Regions from separate parts of the Zea mays genome. Here region 1 is linked to region 2. A link is a contact called in public Hi-C data. All regions are on one chromosome and are shown on one strand. The core of a region is the stretch at or near the end of the contact, and the rest is flanking DNA. Distances in the headings are between cores, read along the strand shown. Region 1 holds the start of LOC109941485. Region 2 overlaps LOC103634777 (ARM repeat superfamily protein).

What was found. Hi-C and Micro-C count contacts between places; a contact is called where the count stands out from the background.
Region 1: a Hi-C map of bundle sheath shows a contact between it and region 2, with 5 times the contacts expected there. The contact joins the promoter of LOC109941485 here to the enhancer-like site in region 2. A contact is called at or near these places in 12 of 25 Hi-C or Micro-C datasets (bundle sheath, ear, endosperm and 3 more).

What each region holds. Positions count from the first base shown.
Region 1 is chr8:11,166,452-11,169,151 of Zm-B73-REFERENCE-NAM-5.0, forward strand. LOC109941485 reads right to left here and starts at 1,386. Exons shown (of 1, transcript NM_001364504.1): 1 at 682-1,386. The coding sequence starts at 1,280. The coding sequence ends at 810. It overlaps LOC100285631 (ABC-2 type transporter family protein), which reads right to left. Exons shown (of 12, transcript NM_001158522.2): 12 at 1,357-1,738.
Region 2 is chr8:11,080,282-11,082,981 of Zm-B73-REFERENCE-NAM-5.0, forward strand. LOC103634777 (ARM repeat superfamily protein) reads left to right here. Exons shown (of 20, transcript XM_008657364.3): 19 at 137-283; 20 at 526-1,012. The coding sequence ends at 675. Among protein-coding and RNA genes, the nearest start is that of LOC103634777, 22 kb to the left of the region's middle. Within about 2 kb of position 1,385, at least 15 of the 20 cell types and tissues checked have an H3K27ac peak or open chromatin away from gene starts, as enhancers often do. A contact at or near this core is called in bundle sheath, ear, leaf and 1 more, where this site is marked.

The sequences.
Region 1 (2,700 bases), core at 136-2,635, 86 kb after region 2:
CTCCCATACCCATCTTCATTCGGATATCGGATTCTCATTAAGTCCACACCACCGATGAAGAAAAGCATGATCATATTATATTTTATATGACCTTAACACACACGACACCCAACAACAATATATCAAAAAAAACTGAAATCTAACAAAAAAAACATGTTTGACCATGCAAAACAACAAAAACAAAGTGATATGTGGACGGGTAGGCGGGGTGGCTATTCTCCTGGATTGGATGGATGCTTAAAAGGGTTGAGAGAGTTAGTGTTGGTTGTTAGACTTATTGCCTATTGGGGTGCATATATAATTTTACTAAATGAATATTACTCATGAGTAATTGGTTTTGAGTTCTGCTTTTTGATACCCGTATATTCAATGAGGAAAGAATTTCTCCAAAATCTATATCTATAGGATTAAAATCTTCTTATACCTTATCCCTAAGAGCTGATTTGGTGGACAAGGAATTGGAGGGGATCCATGTGGGAGGAATCCCCTTCCTATTCAAATTTGAATACGGAGGGGGATTACTTCCCCATGGATCCCCTCCAATTCTATGTCCACCAAACCAGCCCTAATAGAGGAATTCCGCATGGTTATCGGGTACTGACACCTCTACTTGGGTGGATGGGTTAGCGGTTTGCTTAGTGTTGAAATTTTTTGAGCATTTCAAAATAAACTGTTACTATCTGTCAAGGCTAAAGAATCTTTAGATCAATCCAGCTGCAACTACAAGCCTCCAATACTATTCACGCGGCAGACTGCCTCAAGGTTACAAATGAAAAGAAAAAAGGAGACCAAAAGATGGTCCGACTGGATCAAGAAATGTGATGGACGGACTGCAGGACGGCCTCGGCCACCATCGCCAGATGGTGTAGCGCGGCGACGGTGGACACGGGGACGCTGGCCAGCACCAGGGCGGCGACGGCGATGGCGACGCCGGGCCTGGTGCCCATGAGCAGCAGCTGCAGCGCGCCGACGAGGCTAGACACGTCGGAGACGTAGGCGGGGTAGTACCGCTTCTCCCACGGCGCCCACTCGGCGGGCGCCTCGTAGTTGGTCTCCACCATCCACGCCTCCCGGATCCGCCGCCGCAGCACGGGCATGCCCTCGTCCACCAGCGCGCCTCCGTACTGGTCCCGGCCGCCGCTCGCGTCCCGGCGTAGCGCGGCGCATCGCGTTGCCGCCGACAGCGGCAAACTCCTCGGTAGCGCCAGCCCCAGCCCGTGGCACGCCCCGTGCCGGAGCGCGGCCGGCGTTGCTGGACGGGAGAGGGAAGAAGCAGCCATGGGATCGGCTCAGGGGCTGATCTTCGTATCTCAGGCAAGAAAGAGAACACTGCACGACCACACTGGAGATCGAGGGAAAGGGAAGACGAATCCAATAGAGGCTGATGAGAATTTTGAGCCGAAATGGGCACGCGTTTATAGGCACTACACCCGTGATTAAGAAACTAGTACTACTGGCACGTACAGAGAGAAAACCATAAGAAACTAGTACTACTGGCACTCTGCCAGTGGTCGTACTTTGGACGGCGATTTGGAGATAGTTTATTTGCAGCGGCATGGCCACAGCCCACAGCCCCAGGCAATCATTGAGCTGACTTCACAACTAGTAGGATCTAAAAAATAAAAAAGAAAACTTCTGGGCGGCGGATCGTATACTGCCTCGGCTCGTCCATAATGCTGGGGTCTCCCATAACCAGATATTATGCAGAAAACGCGGCCTCGCTTTGACTCCAGATATACTGCAAAGAGAACCAGATCAACAATGGGTGAGTAGACAAATCAGATGGTAATTGGTAAAGTGGCTAAATCTTTTTACAATTTAGCTCATATAACTGAATCTAAATACCCATCTAAACAAACAACAGAAATTAAGATGGGTTTTCAGTTACCATTGTGAGCCAGCCAGCCATGTAACGAAACGATGTGCAACGAGCATCAGCTCAAACTAGGGCAACGAAGTGAGACGCGATTTTAACATTCATAGATAACAAGTGTTAATCTCGGTGGATCATATAGACTGCAGAGTTACCCAAATTGTTGGGCGACACAGATCCTAAGTCATTTCTTGACGGCAGCAACAAACTATGGACTTGTTTGGTTCAGCTTTTTTCTGACCAGCTTTTCCAAGAATCTAGCTGTAAGGAGAATCTGGCTGTATAGAGAATCTGAGTATCATTAGGATTACGTGCGGAGGAAGATAAAGTTGTCCGTGGGGCTCAGGATCTATAAAGTGACGGATTACTACTATTGCGACGACTCAACCGATTATATATTTATGTTGACTTTGAATGGTTTTTACCCAAACGAATTTTATAGAAACTGACTGAAAAGCTGAGTGTTTGGCAGTCCGCAGCAGCTTTTGGTGGCCAGAAGCTGCGAAAAGCCGAAACAAACAGGGGCTATAGGGAATAACCAGACACTGAAATAACTATAAACTATAGGGAATAACCAGATACTGTAATAACTATATCATGGCAGAACTGTCATCATGAGACTGGGAGTTCATATTCCATTAACTCTAACCAGGGCCCAGGGCAAGTTTTATTGGCGATAATTTTCCCATGAGAAAAACTTAGTGAAGGAAACGATAACGAACAGAAAGGTATAGAAGTAATGGAGATTCAATATAGTACATTGATTGCGTTGCTAATTGCAATATGTTCCCCCCACATAAAGCCTTTTTGTTGAATTAGGACCACTG
Region 2 (2,700 bases), core at 135-2,634:
ATTTTTTTTCTCGAAAAACGCAGGAGTGTTTGACACTTGTTAGAGCATAATTTCATTACTCTCATACGGTGGTAACACGAAAAACCTTTTTAATATAAGTTGATAAGTCCTGAGAAGAGTTATAATTTGTGTATAGGTTTTGGAAACATCTCAGCATGTTGGAAGGTCGTCAGTGTCAACAAACCAGGATCTGCCTTTCAAGGACGTAGCCAACCAATGTGAAGCACTTCTGATTGGGAAGCAGCAAAAGCTATCTGCGTGCATGAGTGTCTGTGAAAAAGAGGTTAGAGATCCTTAGCACCTTGAACTGTCCACAGTTAAACAGCTGCCAATAAGAACAGTATTCATTGGCGGTTGGACGTTATATGAACTGAGTACATTTTTGCCACTTATTTTTATTTTGCATTTCCTTTAAAAAGTTGCGGTTTCAATATTTTATCTGACAGGTGAATTTAAAATGAGATATTGAGATTCAACCCAGGTGGAACTAAATGTGCATGTGCTCACAAGGTTCTTAACTTTCAGGCTGGTGAATCTTCCGTCGAGCAGTCATCTCGGCAGGATCCTCAAGCAGATACGTTTCTCTGCACAGCTGATGAACAATGGCACCCCAATTCCTGTAAGCTGCCAGCGCTGTGTCCCTACGACCGGTTCCTTGCAACGTCTGGGTGCTAAGATGATCTCTTCTGCGATGTGGATCTCTATAACCAAGAACGTGTTCAGTGGACGCCTAAAAATTGGTGGTTCCAGAGCTCATGCATGCTAAAATATGTGCTGTCGTGTGTGAGTGCCAGATGACATGATTTCCCTGTTTTGTAAATGGTTCTCGTCTACCATGCATGGGAAATATAGGGGGTGCATCATTGAGTTTATTTCATTGCTTTTGACAGAACCATTCTATCTCTCTCTCATGCTTTGTACTAATTATTAGCAAACGACGGATGATGAGGGGCAGAGAATCAACCCATTTTATTTCTCAAAATATAAACAAAAAAGAGTGAAAAATGATGAATCGCTTCAGGGCCTGCCTGCAGGTGCGTTTTCAATCCTAAACCCGGTGTAATGAAGGTTTCATGGACCGAACTGAAAAATAGTCTTTACAAGCCTGAAGACCTCGTTATGTCTCACCAGGGATGAAAACGAGTGGGAGAATTTTTTGCTTCGTCTGGTACCGTATTTTATTTTTATCGAGACCCTTTTCGTATTTACGGGGAAACAAGAATGAGATATAAACGGAAACATGAATGGGATATAAACGAAATGATATATTACGGGAACAGAAACGGAAACGGAAACGTTGTCGACGACGGGACTCGCACCGGTCGGTCGACGTCAATCAATCGCTCTCACTAGCTTTCCTGCGCACATGCATCCATGGAGCTGTGCCCGCGATATCATTCATGCGTACGCAAACGCGTTCTCGTCTCACGCGCACTCGCGCCGGCAAGTGCAAATGGAGCCGAAACCGCAGAGTGAACGGCCGGCTCGATCGATCTCTCGCAGCCCAAATGCTTGCTCCCTAAGCTACCACAGGTCATTACGGTCGGTTCGTTTCTCTCTCTTTCTTTAAGGAACATCACTTAATTTTACTCATTGTCACATGGAATGTTTTGGATACAAGTTAAAAATATTAAAAATATTTAATTATAGAACTAATTATGTAGATTAGAGCTAAACAATAAGGCGGACCTATCAAATCTAATTAGTCAACGATTCGCTCATATGATGCTACGTAAACATTTACTAATTATAGATTAATTACGCTTAATAAACTATCCTCTATCTATGTAATTAGTATTATAATTAGACTATTTAATACTGATAACATACACATGTAATGCATGCTACAAGCATTTTTTTAATGATGTGGCAGGAGAGTTAAGAGGAAAGAGAAGAAAATTGTATATTGAGGGAAAGAAACTACTTGGGCACAAGATCACATACATTGAAATTTTAAATTTTTAACCATTCAAGTGCCCCCCACACTCTCACATATGCTACCATTTAATACTCTATAGCTGATTAAAAATAATAATCTATAATACTATACATCGGGATAGTTGTATTTTATGTAATTTCATATGGCATGTAATCTTTGGATATTGTGAGAAGATAAAAGTAGATTGAGAATAGCCTTAAAAGACTTGATCCAAATAATATTATGCTTCGTCTTAATTAAAACAGATCTGAAGATTAAATTGTTTTAGTATGACCTTTCTATTGGATTTAATAATGGACTTAATCTCTGTTAATTCAATTCAATCAAATAAATACGTACTAAGGTCCATAATGTTACATATGCATTCTAGTTTTTGTTCTGATTGAGATTTTAAATATATAATGACTCAACTAGCTGGATGCCCGTGCGTTGCAACGGGAATATATAATACCAGTATACTACGATAACTTATATACAAAATCTGTGTTATATTGTTATGAGAAAATGTTTCATAATTAATTTGTGATCCTAGCCATACATAAATTTTGTTATTTTAATCTAGTTATTTCACCACTACATTGCAACCATCAGTATCATGCAGACTTTGATATATGCCACGATTTGTATGGTCTCATCATTGGAGAGCACGTTCCACACATGCCGGAAAAATTCCCTCGTACATCGTTAGTCATCAGACACGCACCACCATATGCTCTTGCTTAAACAAAAAGGTAAGTGTGTATGTATTTGCGAAGAGAATT